Linked DNA regions of Oryctolagus cuniculus: region 2 is linked to region 1. A link is a contact called in public Micro-C data. All regions are on one chromosome and are shown on one strand. The core of a region is the stretch at or near the end of the contact, and the rest is flanking DNA. Distances in the headings are between cores, read along the strand shown. Region 1 holds the start of LOC138849694 (a long non-coding RNA gene). Region 2 holds the start of MYLIP (myosin regulatory light chain interacting protein).

What was found. A called contact is a pair of places that touch in the nucleus more often than the background predicts.
Region 2: a contact with region 1 is called in a Micro-C map of ear pinna, with 5 times the contacts expected there. The contact joins the promoter of MYLIP here to the enhancer-like site in region 1. A contact is called at or near these places in 2 of 6 Hi-C or Micro-C datasets (ear pinna and an unstated tissue).

The regions. Positions count from the first base shown.
Region 1 is chr5:143,047,032-143,054,522 of mOryCun1.1, forward strand. It overlaps LOC138849694 (a long non-coding RNA gene), which reads right to left and starts at 1,208. Exons shown (of 2, transcript XR_011388743.1): 1 at 779-1,208. Within about 2 kb of position 4,125, at least 1 of the 8 cell types and tissues checked has an H3K27ac peak or open chromatin away from gene starts, as enhancers often do. A contact at or near this core is called in ear pinna, where this site is marked.
Region 2 is chr5:143,406,912-143,414,402 of mOryCun1.1, forward strand. It overlaps MYLIP (myosin regulatory light chain interacting protein), which reads left to right and starts at 3,422. Exons shown (of 7, transcript XM_051832608.2): 1 at 3,422-3,730; 2 at 4,749-4,939. The coding sequence starts at 3,644.

The DNA of each region.
Region 1 (7,491 bases), core at 2,875-5,374:
CCCCCTGGGACAGGCCTTGTGGTGCAGTGGGTAAAGCCACCACTTGGAACATCCACATCCCTTCTCAGAGTGCCTAGTTCAAGTCCTGTGTCTACTTCCAGTCCAGCTCCCTGCTAATGTACCTGGGGAGCAGCAGATGGTGATCCAAGCACTGGGGTTCTTGATACCCATGTGGGAGACCCAGCTGGGGTACCTGGCTTTGGCCTAGTCCAGCCCCAGCTGTTGCAGGCATTTAGGAAGTAAAACAACAGATGGAAGGTCTCTCTCTCTCTCTCTGTGACTATGGCTTTCAATCATTAAATAAATAAACCGAGAGAAAGCAGAGTGTATTTCCTGCTTAACATGGAGGTTAAGTGTTTAGAATTACTGAACAATTACCTCCTTTGTTACAATCACTAAGCAGAGTAGCTGATTTTTAGTTAGACTTAAGTGTGTGAACTACTGATGGTTGAATGATAAACATAATTTAATAATCAGGCCTTCATTTGTTCTGGAAAGACTGAGACTTCCTGGAATTCTCAGTGTGGACATGTGGAGACTGGGAGTTACTGGTTGCTGAATTTTTCAGTACAGAATTGCAGACAAAGACACAGAAAATCAACTCAATTTTATGAACGCTTTCTTATAGGCAAGCCAAAGTGTTAATGCCCAGGGCTGTGGGTAAGAGCAGTGCCTCTAGGTTGGTTTCCTTGCCTGCTATATCAGTTTGCTTTTCGTTATTTTAATAAAATACCCAAGAGGAGCATCTTGGGGAGAGAGAAAGTTTATTTCGACTTACAGTGGAGGTTGCAGGATCCATGGCCTCATCATTTGGGAACTGGTGGAGAGTGGTTACAGCAGGTACAGACACTGTGATCGCATGGTGAGCTTGAAAGAGAGAGTGCGCACAGCAAGGCAGAACTTGAACTCAAACCATCAAAACCTCTTTTGAGAACCACCCTCGGAGGGTGCAACCCAGTAACCTAAAGACCAGCCCCACCTCTCAGAGGCCATCGTTACATCAACCCCCTCCTCCTTAATGAATCAGCAATTAACATAAAGAAACCAGAGTTTAAACAGCTGCAGGGGTTTTGGGGAGACAAATCCTACTCAATTCTTAACACTTGCTCTCTCACCCTGTTGGGTCCAATCCCTGGAAGTGTTTTACTTTTCATCCATGTCCTTGCCAAAGATGTCAGGTGATCAAAGTGGCCAATCATCCTGACCACTTGAGGCTTGGACCATCCAGGGGTATTTAAATCCTTTCAGTGGATTCTTCAGCAGACAGGGCCTTTGAGAGGTAGAGAGATGAAGCTATGATGGAATGACAGATGCGGGGTTAACACTTTCTGGAAGGAAAGCCTGCCCGGCTTGTTTCTCACCTCTCCAACCTCCTCGCTAACTAGCAGCAACTGTGCTGGTGATTCTGAAAGCAGCAGATTTGAGCTTGTGGCTGAACTGACAGCTTCACACATGCTCAGTGTAAATGAGACTCTGGCCATTTAAGTCCCCTTCACACATGCTCCTCAGTGTCTGCAAATCCCAGAGGCAAAGAGTGCTTGATACCATGGCTCTGTTCTGTGTCTTAAGGCTCTCACAGGCTGGGCATGCTCAGTCTTCCAGAATTGATAGCTGCTAGCCAGGAGGATGGCAATTCTCCAAATTCAAAACATGTCCTTCCGGCATAACTATGACTTTTATCAAACACTAGGCAATTATGTCACAGAGAGGCTATTTACATCTGAGATAGCAGGTGCATTTAGAACTAATAACAGGCAACATTAACAGCAAATTTATTGAGTGTCATTATTTTTCTTTCAGTCACTCTATGAGGGAGGTGTTATCCTCATTTCACGGGTAAGGAAACTCAGGCATGGAGAGATTAAGGAACTTAGAGATGGCCACACAGTTGTTCAGGAGCAGAGTTGGGCCCAAAGCCTATACTCTTACTTATAATGCTAGCATTCAATTGGACAATTGGTTTTGCCACATAGATGACATCAACATGAAAAGGGCAACATGGATAACAAGGAGGCATGAGAGTATCTGCGCACAAAGTATGTGCTCCCAGATCACAGAGAAATGAGTTGAGGGGATAGCACTGTAGTGCAGAGGCTAAGCCACCATTTGAGATGTTGGCAATCCTTATCAGAACACCAGTTTGAGTCTCAGTTGCTCTGTTTCTGATCCAGCGTCCTACAATTGAGCCTGGAAAAGCAGTAGAAAATGGTCCAAATGTGTGGTCCTCTGCCACTCACATGGGAGACGTGGATGGAGTCCCTGCTCCTGGTTTCAGTCTAGCCTAGCCTAAGCTCTTTGCAGCCATCTGGGGAGTGAACCAGAGGATGGGAGATCTCTCTCTCTTCTCTCTCTCCCCCTTCCCCAAACAGAAACATACATAAATCTTAAAAAAAAAAGTGAGTTGATGTCCTATCCTACATTAGGGTATGCAGCTGAGGAAACTTGAATAAATTATCTAATGTATTGGGACCTGTTTCCTCATTGCAGAATGGTCACAATAAGGGGCACATAACTTATAGGATTGTAATAGTGATATGTGATAACTCAGACAATACCTATCATATATGGAATGCTTTTTTTAAGGTTTATTTATTTATTTGAACATCAGAGTTACAGAGAGAGGGAGAGACAGAGATAGACTTTCCATCCTCTGGTTTCTCCCCAGATGGCCTAAACAGTCATGACTGGGCCAGGCAGAAGCCAGAAGACAGGAATTCCTCCAGGTCTCCCATATTGGTGGCAGGGGCCCAAGCACTTGGACCACCTTCCGCTGCTTTTCCCAGGCCATTTTCAGTGAGTTGGATCAGAAGTGGAACATCCAGGACTGGAACCAGAACCCATATGGGATGCTGGCAACATAGGCAGTGGCCTTAATTGCTACATCACAATGCCAGCCCCTTGAATGCTTGTTTTTGTGCCCTCTATGAGATGTATAGAAGTGATTAGCTTTGTCCTTGGTACATGATAAGCATTTATGTTAGCTATTATTAATATTATTATTTTACTAACACATATCAAACCCATTTTGACACCAAAGATCATCAGTGTCTTTTGCTTTAACAAAGTTGTGACCTCTTGAATATGACTCTTAATAAGTGGGTAGGGGTGGAAGCTCAGAAATCTTTTATTGTTATGTACAATTCCACCTATAATTTATTTTCCATTTTAACCTAATGCATAACTGAACATACTTTTAGAATACTACATTGTCTATTTCTTCTATTATTCTTGGAAATACTTTGTATTTGTCACAGGGTCTTACTAAATCTAGCCAAATCTTCAGTTTCCCAAGAACCTGATAAACAGCCTCATTTTTCTTCATGGATTTATATAAAGGGAATCAACTCTGAATCCTGCTTCTTATCTACAGGTTAGAGGGAGAAATGCAGTTAAAATCACTTGGAATGGTGACACAGTCCCCTGTTAGCCAAAATGATGGGTTCCATTGCAGCTGTCAAGGGTACTCCTGAGCTACCACATTGCCACAGCAATCACAGTCATGATTTTCTAATCCAGTTCACAATCCATCTTTAGCAAGAAGCACATTTTACCTTTCGAACTGTCAGATTCTGGGGCTGAGCAAATTGGGTACAGCTTTTCAATTACACATTCAGTTCCTCCCCAGTGTACAAAGTGTTTTCCCATTACTAGTGTGACTTATTGAGGGGAGAGCCATGGTAAGGCCTAAGCCCAAATTACAGAGGTGGCCCTGAGGTGTAAGCAAAACTGCTGCCCAATTTCAGCTGTAATGAAACAGGGTGAGTCTACTATTAGTCTACAGCATGCCCTAGATACCAAAGATGCTCATGTGATAGCCTGGAAAAGCCGGCGCCGGCACCTCATTTTATTAGGGGACTACTGTTTTCACATTTCTAGGTCAGGGATCCTTGTTTCTTAGATAGAATTTTGCTTCTTTAAAAAAATAAAATGTCTACCATGACTCAGTCTCATCAAGCAATCAAGCACGGTCTCTTGGGTGGGGTCAGCCTGAATCCAGCTAATTGGGGAAAGTTAGCTATCTTCTTTCTGGTTAGTGAATCTTGCCTCTCCCGCACTGGCCTGCTCAAGGTGTTCATATTTTCTCTTCCTTCTGGCAAAACCAGCTCTCACACCCTCTCAACCAACATCAGCCACGTGCTAGTCTCTTCTCAAGGCAGTTGCTTTCCCAGCTTACTGCATCAGAGACCAAATCTCTGAGGAAGGGTTGGGAGACAATGTGATGGGGGAACAATTGCATCAGAACATTGCAGGTTAGAAGCCTGGAGTTTTAGACTGGATTTCAGATAGCAGGCATGTCATCTATGCATCCACTCTGGGCCTCAGTTTCTTTACCTATGCAATGGCTCTATTGGAGAATCTGGATTTTGTATAACTCACAGGATCATGGATCATTAGTGATAATCGTTCTGGAAAAGAGAATATTTAAAATTTTTCTCCAGCTCTGCTGTTTTGTACCAACAGTGAGAACTGGAATCTCAGCTCACACTGGCATATTTTACTGATGTTATCACACATTTCCAAATATATGCCTCATTATGGGCATAAAGATTGAAGAGAAGAACTGTCTTGACTTCAGTGAGTTTGGGGAAGTACATGCCTGTGGCTTCCAGGACTCTGACACTGATCTTTGAAGAAGATAGTTTTGCCAAAGTGGTAAGGAGACTGAAACTCAGAGAGGACTTAGTAAGGTCAGGCTGCTAGAAAGCAGCAGAGGCTATTGGTTTCCCCTTCTCTGGCTACCACAGGCCTGACCCTGTGCATCACGTCTGACTGAAGGACCATTCTGAGCACAGCCCTGTGATTCCAGAGTGAGAAGTCCCAGCTGCTCAGTCTGCCAGCCGCCAGTATTCACCAGTGTTCAAAGAGCCTGGATGGAGCCTCACTCATGAGGCCAGCACAGCATGTGTAGTTCTTCCTGAGGCAGTGCCGAATGAGGGAGCCAGAGACTCGAAGCTGGCCAGATTCACTCCATCTCAACTCAGACTTTTTTTTTTTTTTTTTTTTTTTTGACAGGCAGAGTTAGACAGTGGGAGAGTGGGAGAGTGGAAGAGAGAGAGAGAGAGAGAGAGAGAGAGAGAGAGAAAGGCCTTTCTTTTCCATTGGTTCACCCCCCAAATGGCCGATATGGCCGGTACGCTGCACCGATTCGAAGCCAGGAGCCAAGTGCTTCCTCCTGGTCTCCCATGCAGGTGCAGGGCCTAAGCACTTGGGCCATCCTCCACTGCCTTCCCGGGCCACAGCAGAGAGTAGACTGGAAGAGGAGCAACCGGGACAGAATCCAGCGCCCCAACCAGGGTTAGAACCCGGGGTGCTAGCACCACAGGCAGAGGATTAGCCAAGTGAGCCACGGTGCCGCTCAGCTCAGACTTCTAACACCATGTCACAGTTCCCAGCCAGCACACACACACACACTGAATAAAACAATATGCAAGTCAGGTTGTAACAATATTTGCCAATGGATTGCAAGATCTAAGGTTCAACAAAAACAAGTTAGAAGAAATTCCATTAAGAACTGCCACTGCTTTCACAATAGCTGATGTATAACTCCTACATTTGCTTTTGGAAGATGATGCATTACAGACACACAAACACCCCTAGACTGCAAGTTTCAGCAGCTCTCTCTTCACCAGCCCCTCCCTTTGCTGGGAGCTCTTCTGTTTCCTATTCAAATAAAGCTTCACTGCTTCTCTTCTTAACATTGGGTCCAATCCTGTACATTTTCCTCAACTCCTGGATAAAATCTCAAATTCATCTCACCAGCTTTTCCATAACACAAGGAGATCTCGCCTGGGCCAGTTTTAATAGTGGTTTGGGGATGGATGAACAGCTGGTGTTATCGGAAGGGATTGGAAAGATCTTCACATCCCATGCCTTCCCTGCTAATTGTTTCAACTTGCCCAGTACCAGACAAACTGGATGGTTGGTTACCCTACAGTTTATTGATCTCCAGATTTCTGTAACCAGGAAGACACAGCTTCAGTTCTCTAAACCATACAAATAAAACAAACCTTTGCCTGTTACTCTGTTATATCAAATTTGGAGATTGTATTTTGCAGTAGACCATCTTAAACACAAACATTTACTGAGTATGTAAGACATATTTTGGGGCTTTAGGATAAGAGGACCCTCAGATGGGCTGAAACCTGGATACACTGAGAAGCCTCATGATTACTGGTTGGGAAGGCAATGCTTAGGGCCTCATGAATAAGAGCAATTTATTGCAGCCCTGCTCTAGACTGATGTTCCTCGTTGTGGGGTTGACTTGCAACCCAACCACTGCTCTCCTGAGTAATTCTTTTTTTTTTTTTTTTTTGACAGGCAGAGTGGACAGTGAGAGAGAGACAGAGAGAAAGGTCTTCCTTTGCCGTTGGTTCACCCTCCAATGGCCACCGCGGCCGGCGTGCTGCGGCCGGCGCACCGTGCTGATCCGAAGGCAGGAGCCAGGTGCTTCTTCTGGTCTCCCATGGGGTGCAGGGCCCAAGCACTTGGGCCATCCTCCACTGCACTCCCTGGCCACAGCAGAGAGCTGGCCTGGAAGAGGGGCAACCGGGACAGAATCTGGCACCCCGACCGGGACTAGAACCCGGCTGAGTAATTCTGTTAGGTAAGAACCAGGTGAGTGGCTACAGAGCTGTTATTTAACCAGGAACTATAGGTTAAGCCAACCTAGGAAAATCAAATAATTATTCTAACTCAAAGACACACACACATACAGATATACACAGAGAATGATTTGCCATGCTTTTGTTCTTATAGGAAGAGGGAACAGAGGCTCCCAGAACTCATGTAACAGAAATGGGGACCTTCCAGGGAGGAGAGAAGAGAACCTAAGTACGTGCCAGGCATCTGACAGACACTATTTAACTGGATTCTTTTGATAGCCCTCCTTCTATGTCACCAGCCCCCTAGTCGTGTCCTTTCCACAGATGAGGAAATTGAGACTCGGGTCCAGGGAAGGAGAATGGGCTTGCCCAGGGCCACATGGCTATCTGACTCCATCCCCTAGCTGCTCTACCAACTGCAGACAGGTACACAGAGAGTGCACTTGGTCAGCTTGCCTGCAGATTTCTGTGACTTATGGAAGCCCACAGTAGGATGGTTCTTTGGCATAATTTCATCCACCAGGAGGCAACATGGGTCCAACTTGTGGAAACCAAAGACCAAACATGTCCTCACAGAGCTGGGGATGATGACTGCCAGCTCGGGGAACCAGTGTGCAGAGAGGAAGCCACACCAAGTTCCCAGGAGGCCCAAAGCAGAGGGTAGGGGTGAGTCTCCCATGTGACTGAGTAACAGAAAGGTGTATGTGTGTGGGTGGGGGTATGGTTCAGCATTACCCTGGCCCTACCCCATAAAGATTGTGACACAGTGGGTCTGAGGCAGGATGGAAAGGGAGGCATTTCACAAGCCCATTTACCACTGCTGGGGTTGGGAGCTACTGATTTACAAGATAAAATGTAGCCCTAGAAATTGAGGCCTGCCTCTGATTCC
Region 2 (7,491 bases), core at 2,172-4,671, 360 kb after region 1:
TTTATCACAGCATATGATTAGATGATTCTATTATTATCACTGTTAATCTCTCACTGTACCTAATTTATAAATGAAGATTTGTCATAGATATGTATGTATGTATAGGACAAATACTATTTCTTGGGTTTCATACGATCCATGATTTCATCCCACAGAGGGTCTTGGAACAAATCCCTGTAGACAAGGGGAAGGGAGGGGACAACTGTACATGAAACAGAGGAAAATCTGTGCTGTTCAGTTGTGTTTGAACAGCTAGGACTGCATCGGACTGGCCAATTCCACCATTGGCTTCTATTTTTAAAATGTACATGCATGCAGGTGACCTTTTTACTATGCTGCTGCTTGATTTTAATACTGTCTTTAAAAGGTGATAAGCTAAATGCGAGCAAAAGAAAGCACAGATATCAAGGAGTACCTCCTGCCCCGTAGCTTGTCTTGGCTCAGCCCAGTTCTGCTCCCACCTTCAGACCTTGGGTGTTCCTTATTTTGGAGTTAAACCCAGCAGGGGCTTGAAACTGGCTCTAGACGCTCAGTAGCAACAGCAGATGGTAGAAGCCTCCAGAAAGTAATTCTACTGTGGGTTTTCCCTAACTAGGTCTTTTGAGCATAATGTGTTTTCTCACTGGCTCACTCAGCTCTCTATTTCCTTAACTAACCAGTCTTTCCATATCTCTACTCAGAAGAAATTACATGAGGGGAGGGGGGAAAGAGATCGTAGTCTCATCCTATATATGCTAATAGAAGCCTGTATTCATTTTCTCCCCAATCATAATGATTTCTTCCTCTTCCCCAAGTGTCATTTTCCTGTGTTTAGCTTTAAGAAATTCTTCCTCTCTTCAGTCTTATCTGATGATACCTAATTTCAAAACAATTAGAAGCTTTACCAACCATGTAACAGCAGAAAGATCATTGGGTTTGGATTAGAAATACCTCTGTCAGGACTGGTGTTAGGGCGGGGTAAAGCCACCACCTGTGATGATAACAGCCCATAGGAGCACTGGTTTGAGTCCTGGCTGCTCCACTTCCTATCCAGCTCCATGCTAGTGTGCCTGGGAAACCAGCAGAGACAGCCCAAGTGCTTGGGCCCCTGCAACCATGTGGGAGACTTGGAAGAAATGCCTGGCTCTTGGTTTCAGACTGGCCCAGCCCCAGCCATTATGGTCATTTGGGGAGTGAATAAGTGGATGGAAGGTCTCTCTGTCTCTCCCTCTCTCTGTAATTCTGCCTTTCAAATAAATAAATAAATCTTAAAAATAAATCCCTGTCAATCTTAGTGCTCCAACTATTTTGTAAGTGATGATTGTTAAAAATAAATACAAAACAAATATTAAATAAATAAAACCTACTGGACTTTCCCTGTGCTTTTGCAAACTATTTTAACCTGTTTACATTAAAAAATATACATATGGAATCATACTTGCAAAAAACAAAAAGAAATGTTCCTGCCAAAACCAACAATATAGTTATGATTCAAGTAGTTCACAAACTGGGTATTTGATTTTGGTTTCTGCTTGCTTTGTTTTTGTTTACTTTTGTTCTTGGCCAACCAATATTTTCTCTTTCTCTTTCTATTCCTTTTCATGCATGGTCTCCACTAATTGTCTGAGTTTCTGAAATTCGCCATCTGATACCCCCTTTAATTTAAGTGAGTCAGCCTGGCTTTCTGATGTTCATATACAAAACTTGTAACCAGTACACTGGTTTCCATATTGCCTGTCGCCTCTTCTTCCTGTTCTGACATTTCTAGCCATTGAGCAGAGATTAGATAACAAAGATCCACATCTTAACTCCCAGATAAATATCCCGAGGTCAGCAAACTGGAATTAAGGGGATGAGGAACAGGAGTTGATGCATGAAGGGAGTATTTCAGGAGCACACTGTCAGGAAGAGGTGCCTATGTCAGACACACAGAGAGGACACATGCACGTGTCTCCACGTGCAACACCAAAGGCCCATTACAGTTTCTTCTTTTTCCCCCTAAGATTTATTTATTTATTTGAAAGGTAGCGTTACAGAGAAAGGCGGAGAGACACAGAGCTCAGAGGGCCACGACAGTCTAGGCCAGGAGCCTGAAACTCCATCCAGGTCTCCCACACGGGTGGCAAGGCCCAGGCACTTGAGCCATCTTCTGCTGCTTGCCCAGGTGCATGAGCAGGGAGCTGGCTGGGAAGTGGAGCAGTGAGGCTGGCAGCAGCTTAACTTGCTGTGTCACAACGCTGGCCCCTAGTCCAGTTTGTGCCCCTTTCGGTGAGGGCCTGTGGTAGGCTCCCTCTCTTTTGCTTTCTGCTCTGCTGCCTTTCCTACAACAGAAATCAAGCGACCTGGCACAGAGATTCACCCGAAAAGAGGTAGGAACGGGAGCCATCATTAGCAGGCAGTGACCGGGGCGGACATGACAGCTCTGGCATTAAACACAAGGACACAAATGCTGTCATGGATGGTCTCCCCTTGGCTGCTCTGGCGGCCCATAGAACAGATGTCTTGGGCTCCACCCTAGCAGCAGTTGGCAACACTGGGCCTCAGAGAGAAGTAAAATTTCCAAAGGCCTGGGGCTCCTCCTGCAAAGAAACCCGAGATGTGGGTTGAGTAATGCACTGGTAAGCAGGAATAAACAGTAACTGAGTGAAGAGCTGTGGAGTTCCAGTTGCTAAATAGCTACTACGGAACAGGGAACATGACGGCGGGGTGGGGTGGGGGGTCCCCGATGCAGCAGGGGCTCCCTGAATGCTGGCTGACTGAGCCGAGGTAAGACCTGAGACGGGATGGGCAGCCTGAGAGAAGGCCTGGGGCCCCGTGACGGGGGGCTTTCATTCGGCAGGGCTCAGCCAACAGAAGCCCCTAGAGAGGGCCGACCCTCATCTGCGAGCGGCTGCAAGGCGCTCTGACATTCAGTCGCTGTTATTTCGGAGCCAGGGTCTACACGAAGGGACCGCCTGGGTTGCCGTCCCCAACCAGACACGGAGGCAAACCCGGAGGGGGCGGGTAGGCGTCCGTGGGCTCCGCGGGGGCTCCTCTTCTTTTTAGGCTTTCGCGACCCAAACGCCCTCCTGGAGGGACCCCATGTTTCAGGGGCAGCTTGGAGGCGTTTAGTCCTCTCACTGTCGAGCCCCCGACAGGGAGACGTCGCCGCCAGCAGCCCGAGGCGACCGCTCGCGAGGAGCAGCGTCGCCCAGCGGGCACAGGCACCGGGTGTTCTCCGGGCCCCCCCAACCCCTTCGCGGCTCCAGGCGCCCGCCAGCGGCCGCCTCCCGCAGCGGCACGGGGAACTCAGGCGGCGCTGGTGGCCGGGGCCGCCCGAGCGGGCTCCCCGATTGGCTGATGGGGCGGCGGGAGGAGGGGCAGGGGCGCCGCGATTGGCCGGGTCCCGAGCCGGAGGGGGCGGAGCCGCTATATCAGGGGAGCGCCTGTCGCGGCGCAGGCAGTTGGCTGCTGGAGTGCGGCGTCGCCGCGGAGTGCCCGGGGGCCGGCAGGGCGGGCGGGCTGGCGGGCGAGGGGGTGGCGGGGACGGAGCTGCGGCCGCGGGCGTCTGTCTGCAGCCCTCGCCGAGCCCGGGGCTGGGTTCGAGCTTTGGCGAGGCGGTAGCCCCGCGTACACCAAAGAGGAGGTGGCTGAGGTGGCCGTGGCGGCAGCGGCGGCCCCAGCCATGCTGTGCTATGTGACGAGGCCGGACGCGGTGCTGATGGAGGTGGAGGTGGAGGCGAAAGCCAACGGCGAGGACTGCCTCAATCAGGTGAGAGCGAGCACCCAGGTCCGGGCCCACGTCGGTCTCCAGAGGCCGACGGGCCTCGAAGGCGGCCGGGCGCCTCAGGGAGCGCGCCCCAGGCAGGCACCGGGCCCCGCACCCCGATCCCGCTGCGGGCGTGCGGCGCGCGACCCCCTCCCGGGCGCGCTGGCGGGGTGCGGAGGATGCGCGCTGCGGGGGCCCCTGGCGCGGGGGCGCGGGCAGAGCCCGGAGCGCAGCCCAGCCCCCCCGCAAGCCGGCACTTTGCCAGAGCCAGGCGGCCCAGCACACTTGCCTCAGGTGTGTGTGCGTGACGCCGCCGGTGGGGTCCCTGCAGTGCCACCCACGTCCCAAAAAGGAGTGAGTGGACGCGGTCTCGGGCCCAGGGTGCCTTGGCAGGCAAGCTTGGCCCTTGTCCCGTGCCGCGTTTCCAGCGGAGCACTCACCTGCATCTTCGGATTTGCGGGCGGGGGCAGAGGTACTGTAGTTGTGGGTGCACCTGCTTGGCTGCCTTGAAGCCCGCGTTTCCTTCCAGAGCGAAGGGGGAACCGAGCTGGTTCGGCAGGCAGCAGGTCTGATCCCAGGGGACGCTGTGCTCCCACGCCGTGTAGACAGGAGAGGTTTGGAGAACCTCGTGTGACGCACAGCTGACACTTGTGGCGGGTCTCGCGTGCGTGCGTGCGTGTGTGTGTGTGTTTGGAGTCCAGGTGGTTAACACTACCCAGATAATAGCTGTCGGAGCAGCTCTGTGGATTGTGCTGGTACCGGGCATCGTAGTGACTGGAGTCAGAAGGAAGAGACCCTGAAGATGCCCCTGCTCTTGAGCACTGCTCTTTCTGGGCTGCTGTGGGCATGCCCTAGATATTGAGGGAGGGAGGGACAGGTCTCCGTCCTGGAGCCAGCGGTTAGCGTCGCAGCACCGGTGGGTTTTGGCAGAACTGTAGCAGTCTTCAGCTCCAGAGAGCCCCGGGTTCCTTTGACCCCATGTCCCGTTTGCTCATCCGTGCCGCCTTTGTTTTGACTTCAGGTGTGCAGGCGACTGGGAATCATAGAAGTTGACTATTTTGGACTGCAGTTTACCGGTAGCAAAGGTGAAAGTTTATGGCTAAACCTGAGAAACCGGATCTCCCAGCAGATGGACGGGCTGGCCCCTTACCGGCTTAAACTCAGAGTCAAGTTCTTCGTGGAGCCTCATCTCATCTTACAGGAGCAGACGAGGTAAAGCGGCACTCAGATAGACCCTTGTCAGATGCACCTTAGATTCTGTTTAGGGGGCGCCGGAGCAGCCTCCCCGGGGTGTTCACAGGCAAATTTGGTGCGGTGAATGCCTTCCTTACCCACGTTCTGCAGGGCACAGCCCTTTGGTTGAAGAGGGAGCCACATAGTTGGCCTGGGCGCATTTTGCAGCTCCTGTTTTTATAAACTTAATGGGAGAGCTGGGTAGAATTCCCACAAACCCTTGAGATTGTTGTCACATGGGGGAAAAAAAAAGAACCAGCCAGAGAAACACCAAACTGCCTACTTCCTGACAGCAGCATCCAATGGCCGATAGTAACCTCTGCCTCGGCAGTGTTACTGTAGGTCACTGTGGACGTTCTAACAGAAAGCAGGAAACAGTTCCTCTTGGGTTACTTAAACTTGGTCAGCTTCGGCCAGTGTCAGATTACAGTGTGTAGCAGAGAACTCTGTCAGGCTTTGTGCAGAATTTTTGAAGTTTTTAGTTTCTTGAAAACTTAATAAGAGCACTCTTTTAAGGCTACTGTAACTGAATCCTAACCCACAAATACATTGCACACGATTGGGGAGTCTCTCTCTGCCTTGTGAAAATCCACCACTAGTGGTAGACAACTGAAGCAAATGATCTTTTTTAAACAAAAATGTGTTCTCTCTGGCACTGACTTAGTACTTTTCTCAAGGGTGAGTGAAACTAGGAAAGTTATGTTTAATATTTATGGCTAAAATGCAAGACTTCAGTCTTACTAAAGCAGTCAAAAAGAAAAAAAACGAAAATGGCTACTTTTAAAAACAGCAAACTTGGATCTAAGCTGTAATGTTTTTCATAATCCTTTGCCTTGGAAATCTGCCATGCATGTGAAAAATGTGATTCTGAAAATTTTGAATAATGATGAGTGAGCAATATTCTTTAAAGATTTTTTTTTGGTTTGTTTATCAGAGAGCTGATAGAAATACATTTTGAAATAGTATTTATTTGAGTTTGAAATTTCCACTTTGTTTTTTTATAAAACTCAAAATGTTGAGGAAAATGTTTTATTTCTGAAGGAAGCAGTTATACTGAATTTTTAGTGCTCTTGAAAATATCTTGCAAAATATTCAAGTGACAGCATGCTTAAGGAAGTTATAGCTGTCTATGTTAATCAAAATGGGCTTTTTTTCTTTAAACTAATTTTTGAAAGCTTCTGCTTTGCACTTCACTGCCGTAACTCACAGTAGAATAAAAGACAAAGTATATATAACAAAGCATAGTGGAATTTTCATTACATAGTCTTATGATTTTTCAGTTATTTCGGGCTACCAGATACAACCCAATTTAAATGTTTTAAATCTGCACACATTTAGAGGGCCAAATACTTCATTTAAACAATGAAAGTGATGGTAGAATAATATATTTGTAGTGTGAATGCATTCAGACTTTGTAGCTAATGACTAGATGATCACTACCTGTGTTTTCCTGTAATTGGGTTAATAACTTGTGTCAAATCCATTTTATTCATGCCGGAAATGGAGGCATTTTATAAATTAGAACCTGAACAAATTTATTATCTTGGTTTTTCCTTTCTTGACTCAATTGACTTTAACCCTTGAGATTCGTGGCTAACAGCACCCCTACATACCTACTTCAGCCAGATAATCTTACCTGATTTTTGAAAGCAGTTTGATTGTAGGCTAGTCCAAACTTTTGACTGGCTTATGATAGCATTGGTAAATTCTATTTGTTTTCATGGGGTTGGCTGAAATATCAGACTTAGTGGGAAAATGCCACCTACGGTTTATAAAGCATTCTGCTTCAGTAACTAGATAAAGTGTTATTAGCATTTGTACCTGTAAATGAGTACATCCGGATTTGAATGCGTCCAGTTTACACTTAACATTGTTTTTATGTGCATAATACTATCAAACAACATAGCAAAATAAAGCTGGCTGACGAACTTTTGGATGTCTGATGATCTGTGAATATACAGTAGATCTGTTTATGTAGTGAGTAAGCCCCGCTTTGACAATCTGGTTATAAGAGGTGATTTTCTACTAAGTCAAGCCATGAGGGTGCATTTAGTGTACTGCAAGTGTCTGGACCTCTCATTAAGTGGTGCTGAAGTGTCCTGGCAGAGTCATCTTCTGTGGACAATTAAAGCAGCCTGCTCGTGGTGGAGCTGGCCTGTGAGCAGTTAACGTACTAGTTCGCGTCAATTAGAGGGCCCACTGGGAAGAGTGACGGCCAGGAAGGCCTGTTTGGATGCGAGAGGTCTGAGGACAGGGGAAAGCCCTCTTTTCATTTCAGTTGAAAACCCAGGAAAAAAAGATTCCTCCTAGCAATAGCGTATTATTACTGTTATTATTATTAGCTTCTGCTTTGATGTTGTTTTCCTGATGATAGAATAAGTATACCAAATGTCTGCTTAGAATGGTATAGGAGAGAATTAGCTTGGTCTCTGATTTGGCCTAATTTTAGATTTAATTCTTCTACCCAGATCCTTAGCTTGGCTGTTGAATGGGGCTTCCCAAGGGAAGGGGGTGGGGTGGGAAGAAGGGCG